Regions from separate parts of the Sus scrofa genome. Here region 2 is linked to region 1. Evidence: chromatin contacts called from public HiChIP or PLAC-seq data. All regions are on one chromosome and are shown on one strand. Each heading gives the region's core, a stretch centred on a gene start, on an enhancer-like site or on the middle of the called end of the contact. The rest is flanking DNA. Distances are from core to core; before and after follow the strand shown. Region 1 overlaps LOC102164131 (a long non-coding RNA gene). Region 2 has its middle 26 kb from the start of CPN2.

Region 1 (4,345 bases), core at 688-3,187:
CCACCAGCTGAAATTTTCTACCTGCCGATTGTGTGTGTGTGTGTGTCAGGATGATAGAAAGGAACCCGCAAAGGCTTTGAAGCCAGATGGTCCCAAGGTCAAATCCTACATCTCTTTCTTATCCTCAGTTTCTTCATAGGTAAAATCAGAATAATAACCATGTCCAGGGTTGCGGCGGGGGTTAGCAATGTGGTAGAAATGAGCAGCATTCATATTATTTCCACATTTCCTCTCTTTTCTGGCCCAGGGAAGATTACACTTCTTCACTCTGTGCTTGAAGTTAGGTATGGCAACCTGGCATCCTCTGGCCAGTGAAACATGAGCAGAAGTGATGTGTGTCACTTCTAGACAGAATCACTTAGAAGTTGGTGCCTGCTCTCTCGCCCTGCTGCAGTGAACCCTAAGGATTCATGCCGAAATCGTGGCATCAGAAGAGGGTGGGGCACCCATGGGGTGGGCAACCCTGAACCCTGAACAGCCCCCAAAGAGCTATAATGAGAATGTACTGCCAGTAAGAAATAAACTTGTGTTGATTCCAACCACTGAGATTTGGGGTTATTTGTTACCACAGCATTACCTAACTTATCCTGACTAATAATGAGACCCAAAGGGTGTAGGATTCAGTACAGCTCTGATACACAGTAAGTATTTGATAAATATTTCACAGTGGAAGAATCCACAGATGTCTGAATAAACGACCAAATGAATGAATGAGTAAATACTTCCAGATGGATAGTGCTTTCTCTAAGGAAGTTACTGACATTTCTCCTGGTTCGTTCACGGTGAGCGTAAATGCCTTATGCAGATGCCACTGGTGTCCAGGTTACTGCCTAGGCAATAGGAAAAGGCTGCCCTTTATGATGTTTTTTCCTGCCTACAACGTCTGCCCCCGCAGTAATGTCTCTGGACACTACTCTGCCACCTCTAACTGGGGGTGATGGGAATTAGGGTCCTCAGTTCAGGCATCTTTGCCAGGGGAGATCCTACCTGGAGACTCCCAGAAAAGTAACTCTTGATACCCCCTTAAGCTTCCTTGCCACCCACAAGTCACACTCATCTGGGAGAAGAGCCTGAAAGAAGGAGCAGATGGAACTCACGGCTGCTGTTCTCTCATCCTGGAAACGGAGAAGCCTCTGCAGGGGGCGGCTGAACACAACCAGGACTGATGGACCCAGAGGAGGATACACAGATCCCAACCCAGATGGGGCTGAGAACCGACATGGGTGCCCTGTGTCAAGGTCACAGGGCTTCCCAAGCGTCCCAAGTACTTCCTCAACCAGTATCTGCTCTGGTCCAGGGAGCAACCTGACGACATTGCCAAGATTGGAGTGTTGTTTTCACTTCACCGAAAAGGAAACGAAGGCTCAGAGCAGGGAAATGAATGTTTCAGGACACCCCATAGCATCTAGAGGATGCAGATTCGGTCATCGATGGCAGGAACTTGCTTAGAATTTTCCCCCTGACGGGGAGGCTGAGAGCCCTTTTGATTTCTTCCTGTCACTTTAAGAGCATCCTTTATCCTCCTGCTGATTCCTACTGCTCGATAAAGAAGGCATATGGCATGTTCACCCAAAAAGTCCTTAAATACTGCTCCCCACAGCTATAAAAAAATACAAGAGCGAGCGAGTGAGAGAAAGAGAGAGAGAGAAAGGAAATGCAACCCCGGAAACTAAGCCAGCCCCCAGGAGACTGGGGAACATTCTTCTGACGCACGGTACTCCTGGCCCCACTGAAAAGGGAGGCGTGTGTGCCAGAGGCAGCAGAACCAATGCACCAGCTGTGAGAGCGCCGCACTTTTAACTGGATTCAAGGCCACAGCAAGAACCTGGCAAGGATCAAGTCCAAAAGGCAACGCGACCGGGGCTAGGAAAACAAAGGCCAGGTCAGGTGGAGGGAGGGTGGGTGCTGAGAATAGGTCCAGGAAACCTGAGGGCACTGGGGCTCCCTCTTCGGTGGTGTTTGTGTGGGTCTGAGGACAGGCGTGGCGGCCACAGGGGCCCCGCAGGGTGGGGCGTTCCTGGCTGCAGTTTCCTTTCCTGGCTGATGAAGGGTTGACGCGAGTTCCTTTGCTCGCCTCAGCTCTGACATTGAAATGGTCTTGTGAACTGAAAGCCTTCGGAGTTTCCATTTCTAGACCCCTGAGGGCTGGGCCACTTGCAGGTTCCGAGTCAGCCAGCCCGCCCGCACGGCAGCTGTCACTGCGCTGTGTCCTTCGGTCCTCAAGACCCAGCAAGGAGGGCAGGTCACTTGAGAAGGACTGGAGGGGGACATTGAGGCGTGAAGCGGTGAAGTTCCTTTCCTTGGCATCACAGTTCATCAGTGGAGGAGCCCAGATTGGAATCCAGCGCAACCTGGCTGCTACTCTCAGGGTATTTCTGCATCACGCTCTTTCCAATTTATAATGAAGCTCCACCAAGAGCAACACCCACCCTGGAGTCACAGCTTTTACACGTTGGCCACCTACATCCACAGACAACTAAAACAGGGCCAGCGAAAAGGAAAGAGCCTCTCTTGCTGTTAAGAGAATAAACACTAATACCAAGGGCAGAGGTACAGAAAGCCTTTTGCCCCAATGTCCTTGCCAGAGACAGATAACACTTATTTGCAAGTTTAGTTAAATATTTACTCGAGACCTACGGGCGCTGTCCCAAACAAGCAAGACAAAGTCCTTGCCTTTGGCTTCTTAGCTCTGCAAATGGAGTCTGAACATCCCCTGGGCCTCTCTCCTCCCAGTCTGAGGAGCCCTGCCCAGGGGCCCTTCCCCTCCCCATCACGGGGCTGCAGTCAGGCCTGGTGTATACGCACGGGGTAAGCTGGTTCGAGCTCAGCCCTCAGGTCAAGCTGAAAGTCTGCTGGCCTGCAAGAGAACATAGAGCCCATGCCAAGCCGGCCTCTGCACACGCCACCCGGCGTCCCCACATGCTCACTCCTGGTCTCACTGGTGTGACCAGGCAGAGCCCAGAGACCCATACCTTCTGCTTCATTACCTGGGGAGCCGCTTCTCCCAGATGTATCACTGGGCCTCGGTGGTGTCTGGACCTCTGTCTTCTGCGCGCTGGCCAAGAGCCATGCCTCCCTGAGCCTGTGTCCTCTGTGGCTGTGGACACAGTGGGGTGGCAGTGGGGAGAGCATGGTAGTGAGAGATGTCAGTGGTGCTGGTGGAGGGGTTGGGCCATTTCCTAAACATGCTGACAACTCAATCCTCAGTCACCATAAGTGCCAACTTGCCTTTCCAACTGGGTCGTAAAAATAAATGACAGATCTAGAAACCTACTACCCTTCCTTAAGGAAATCCCCACTACTCAGTGTTATGTTAAACTCTTAGGATATAGGACCTCAGTGTTGGCAACAAACCTCACCCACCAGAGTAGATGAGGAATAAAAAGAAAAACAAACAAATAAAAAAAACACCCCAAAACCCGGTGTCTTCCCCTGAGGCAACTGACAGCGTAGGCAGGATAATAACTCTCAGGCCAATTGCTCACCTGGAACTGGAGACTGAAATAAACCAGCCCATAGGCTCCCAAAGAGGCAAAATAGGAAGCAAGACCTCTCCTGTCCACACTTACCGCTCAAATCATGGGGCCATCTGCAAACACACTGTCACTCTAGTTGCTCTTGTTAGACTGGGGAACTCAGGGCCCGCCCCTACCCCCCACCCTCTTTCATACCTCAAGGCCTCTGTCTAGAAGGACCTTCTCTCCCTCCTCCACCTGCCTCACACCAACATAAGCTTGATGCCAAAGTCTCAGCAAAGACTCTGCTGACCTGCCCAGCCCTGAATTTCAATCAGAACTGATTGTGCCCAGAGTTCTCGTCGTGGCTCAGTGGTTAACGAACCCGACTAGCATCCACAAGCATGAGGGTAGGATCCCTGGCCTTGCTCAGTGGGTTAAGGATCTGGCATTGCCGTGAGCTGTGGTGTAGGTCGAAGACACGGCTCGGATCTGGTGTTGCTATGGCTGTGGCTGTGGCCAGCAGCTGTAGCTCCGATTAGACCCCTAGCCTGGGAACCTCTATATGCAGTGGGTGCGGCCCTAAAAAGACAGAAGACCAAAAAAAAAGAAGAACTGATTGTTCTCCCCCTTAGCAGCCCCAATTTTGATCATAGCTATTGGACAACATTCACCACATTTTATTGTACTGAGCTCTTTTAACAATCAAGTCTTTTCTCTGTACTTTTCCCCTCAATTTTGCTGTAAACCTAAAACTGCTCTAAAAAGATAAAATCTTAAAAAAAAAAAAAATCAGGCTTTTAGAGTACTTCAAATTCTTCCTAGGCAGAGAATGTGTTTTCTAAACCCCCAATCTGCTTTAAAGCTGCTCCGTGAATGGATTCAGTAAT
Region 2 (4,345 bases), core at 566-3,065, 210 kb after region 1:
GTCATTATTCATGCAGGCACTCTAAGGGGCACAGAGAGTCCGGGTGGAGAGAACAGAAAAACACACAAATAAATGACCACGAAATAGGTAACACGAGGAGGTTGTGCTGTTCGGGGGAGTGGGAGGAGGGATGGCATTTGGAGTGGGTGGGAGGAGGGATGGCATTTGGAGCGGGTGGACACTGGAGGGATGCATGGTGTGGGGAGGGGAAATCAGAGTGGGCTTCCTGGAGGCTGCATGGCCATCACAGCCCAAGCATGAGGGAGCCTGAACATGTCCAAATTTGGACCTCACACTCTGAACCACTCCTCTGCCCTGTCCTCAAAAGGTGAGACCCCCAACTTGTGTCCTGTCTGGGAGCTGTAAACAGGATGTCTGGCTGGAAAAGAGGCAGCCGAAGCTACCCGGAGAGGGGGAAGGGGGACTTGAATTTAAAGTTGATGGGTTTGGGTTCTATCCAGGATCCCACGGGAAGCCATCTGAGGTGTGATGCAGGAAACAGACACCGATGGGAGTTTCAGGAAGGCTGAGTCTAGAGTCCAGCAAATTGCTGATGTGCAAAGCTCTAGCTTGAGAGCCTGTGTAAGAGAATCACGCACAGTTCTGTATAAGGTTATATAGCATTTCGAAGGGCTACATTTCAACATCGTCTTCCTTTCCATTCGTCCCCCACCCAAACACTGGGGAGGGGTGAGGGGGAATCTTCAATTTGTAATTGTTGAGTCAAGTTTTCCTCTTGTGGACTTTTACAATTCCCAGCTCCACCACCCTGTTATGGGCTTTACAGAAAACAAAGAACCTGAACTTAAACATTAACCAAGATCACTGAGAATGACAATGAAATGTACAGCCTTGGTGTCCTGGGAGGAGAGGCCCCTGACTCTGGCTGGTGGTTCAAACAGGAAAGGGACCTGGGCAGGCGCCATGGCCAAGGGATTAGGAGGCCAGCTGATCCCAACAGCACTTTCCACGCCAGCCAAAAAAAGACTGACTGACCTCATGTAAGGGCGAGGTGCCTGGGTACAAGGAGGGCTTGGACAGGGTCCCAGCCCTGAGAAACTCATGTCCCACATGAGAAAAGCCCTTAAGGGGACTGATCCAGGGCCATGGAAGGCAGAACGAGGAGGGATGTGTTTCACCCTAGAGGAGGCAGCACCTGCTGTAGGTCTTAAAGAATCAATAAACATTTACCAGTAGAAAAGAGTAGCTGGTCTGGGCAGAGGGAATAGGTGAGCTCAGGGTAGAGGGAGCCACGCGTGGTATGTCTGGGAAATGATTAGTCTGCTGTGGTTGTGGGTGTAGGGGGCACAGGGAAGGACGGGGGTGTGGAGGATGGCCAGGGCTGGAAGGCGGCATGGGACCAGATGAGAAAGGTTAGATCTAAGGTGTAGGCCCTTGGGCTCTGTCTAAAGCCCCTGGGCCACTGTGGGGAGGGTAGCCTGGTAGGGTGCCCTGGTGGGAGGCTGCTGGGGTCATCCAGGCCAGAGGTGATAAGGAGCTGAAGTTCAAGGCTGCAGCAGAAGGGAGTGGGGAAGGGGGTGGTGTGGGATGGGGGTCTGGGCACAAGAGGTTTCCAGAAGCACTGTCTTCTGACTCAGAGACTAGTTGGGTGGGGGTCACTGAGGTCAGGGACTGAACACTGACTTGGTGCCATCCTCTGGGAAAGGAAGGGGTCTAGCTGGGCAGCAGGAAGCCCACGGGTATCCCAAACAGAGGAAATTTAATACAGGGGATTGGTTGCATAGTGATGTGAAAGCTGAGAGGCCAAAGAAGATGCAGAGGCAGCACAGAGGTTAGCAATGGGACAAGGCCACTGGCGCCACCTAGAGCAGGAGGGAGGAAGAGGTGTGGCAGCATTAGGTAGAGCTCAGAGGCCAGGAGCAACCCAGCCCAGCAGAAACCAGAGCAAGCCCGGATAGTGGGAGCTGGGGCCAGGGAGGAGACCCAGGCCCCGCTGGAGATGCTTCCTAGAGCAGAAAGTGTGAAAGAAATACCCCGACTTCTCCCCAGCCATCTGCTATGGGCCACACCTACTTGAAAGCCCAAGACAGGAAATCCCTAGAACAGGACTAGAGAGGCAGCTGGGGTGAGCAGAGGTGAGTGCAGATTTAAGCATGAGGGGCCTCCCTGGAAAGGTATCCAGCAAGCACTGGAGACAGAGGCTTGGAGGGCCGGACAGGCGGGTGTGGAAGGCTTGGTATGGCTCCCAGCAGAGGCAAAAGCTGACTCATGCCTGAGACACATGGTCCCAGAGCTGAGCCTCCTGGGTGGGGCAGGGCAAGGTGGTGTCATGTGGCGCAGGGATATGTAGGGCCCTGTGTCGGGAGAAAGGATGCCACGGGGGAAATGGGCTGGCCCGGAGAGGCTGTCAGACCCACGTCATCATCCCTATCCTGATGGCTGTGTGACTTTGGGCAAGTGAACAATATTCTCTGGGCCTTGGCTTCCTGCCTGTAGAACAGAGAGCATACATCCCCCACAGGCTCTCTCTGAGTCAGGAGGGTCAGCCTGGGCTCGGTGATGCCAAGTGGCTGAGTGAGGCATTGGGCTTGAGTCTGACACATGCTCCTGGGGCCACCTAAGATTACACACCTGCAGAGAGAGACCGCTGGCAAGTTCAGGGCCCAAGCTGGCTCCACAGAACACAAGACAGGAAGGGATCCCTCTGAGGTCCTCTGGGGCTGGGGGCCTTGACCCGGGTCCCTGAAATGGTGTACAAAGTCCAATGGGTATTTTTCCTGGGAGAGGGCCTGATTCTTAGAAGAACTGACAACCCCTGCTCATGAACTGCAGGCTAAGCCCCTCCAACTCTTCAGCCCCACCTCCCAGCACACCCAGCCCCATACAAACCACCCCAGCATCACAGAAGGGCTTGTGGTTGCCCCCAACTCACCAGGCTTCCACTCCTGGGCCCTCCCTCAGTGGACCTTGCCCCTCCACCTGGAGTCTCTCCTTCCCTCCCCTCCCACATATCTTATCTTCTCCAGCCTTTAAGCCTCTGTTCAAGCATCACTGCCTCCAGAAGGCTTCCTCTTACCCTCTGACCCTGGCTCCTTCCTGGATGGGCAGGCGTAGCAGATCATATTCTCCAAAGACGGCCACTCCCATGTATTTAGGCTACCCATAGCATCTCCTGCCCATGTGACGGACACACCTTCCACTGTGAGGGGTCTATGTCCCCTCCTCTTGGATCTGGGAGGGACTTGCAACGGCCCTGACCGATAAAGCACAGTGATGCTTCGTGGCTTCAGGGACCAGGTCAGAAAAAGGAGAGCCCTCTGCCTGGTCCTCTCATATTCTCTCTGTCCCCACCTCAACATCTGCCCTGGGACCTGAGCCAACACGCAGTGAGGAAGCAGGGCCACAGGGAGAGCCCTGGACCCAGAGCCAGCATCCACAGTGGGTGTGGGCCTTCAGGTCACCCCCAGGTAAGGGCCTACGGAATGGTGGAGACTGTCCCCACTGTGCCCTGTGTGTGTGCTGGCCTCACAGAGATGTCAGGTCCTTAACCTACTGAGCCACAGTGGGAACTCCTATTTCTACTTCTTACACAGTGATTCCAGCATGTCCTCCGACCAGAGGCAGCCTTCCTCTCAGGGAGCCCCATTTCCTCCCTGCTCCTTCCTGGGGTTCTGCAGGGCCCCCACTCTCCAAGGCTAAGTGCCCCAGGGAGCAGCCCTCCCAAAGACCCCCAAACACAGAATCCAGAATCACTGCTCTGCTGCCAAGGCTAGACTTCTGTGGGGGAGCACTCCCTTCCCAGAGGGCCCTCCAGGCAGAGAAATTTCATGAGATGAACCTCACCAGGAGTTTTCAAAGTTTTCAAAGCATCTTTCTCCTGCCTCCTTTCTGGTCTCCACAAGGTCGCAGAGGCAGGCCCAGCAGGGATGCCGAGGCAAGGAAGCGGCCTCACCAGGACTCCGGCCTGGGCTTCTGCCTGCACACCACTGCCCCTTGCCCAGCCCAGGCCACTGTCAGCCAGGATGCTGCTAATCCCTTTGGCAGGGCCTGCTGTCTGTCCCTGCGGTGGACTGAACCATCCAGAGGGCTGAGCACCTCAGTGAGCCCCTAGACTCTCCAGGACATTTCTGGACCTCCTTGAACCCCGGTGTCGGTTAAGAAAACAAAGCTCAGAAAAATTAAATAGGATTAGACCGGGACTTCTGTTGCTAAAAGACACACACACACACACACACACACACACACACACACACACACAGAGAGCAAAAACAAACCAAGAAGACAAACACAGAAAAAACCCTTTAGCATATATTCCCCAAGGCAATCACAAAGAACCATTTTTGGAGTACGTGCTATTTGGGATTATTTGTGTTCCCTTCCCCTG

What was found. HiChIP or PLAC-seq counts read pairs in DNA pulled down with a chosen protein or histone mark.
Region 2: a contact with region 1 is called in an H3K27ac HiChIP or PLAC-seq map of skeletal muscle. The contact joins two enhancer-like sites. A contact is called at or near these places in 1 of 47 Hi-C or Micro-C datasets (subcutaneous adipose tissue) and 1 of 2 datasets of contacts at active chromatin or transcription factors (skeletal muscle).

What each region holds. Positions count from the first base shown.
Region 1 is chr13:131,097,649-131,101,993 of Sscrofa11.1, forward strand. It overlaps LOC102164131 (a long non-coding RNA gene), which reads right to left. Exons shown (of 8, transcript XR_002337825.1): 7 at 2,988-3,097; 8 at 1-2,857. Among named protein-coding and RNA genes, the nearest start is that of HES1, 36 kb to the right of the region's middle. Within about 2 kb of position 1,938, at least 27 of the 83 cell types and tissues checked have an H3K27ac peak or open chromatin away from gene starts, as enhancers often do. A contact at or near this core is called in skeletal muscle, where this site is marked.
Region 2 is chr13:131,309,161-131,313,505 of Sscrofa11.1, forward strand. No RefSeq gene overlaps it. Among named protein-coding and RNA genes, the nearest start is that of CPN2, 26 kb to the right of the region's middle. Within about 2 kb of position 1,816, at least 19 of the 83 cell types and tissues checked have an H3K27ac peak or open chromatin away from gene starts, as enhancers often do. A contact at or near this core is called in skeletal muscle, where this site is marked.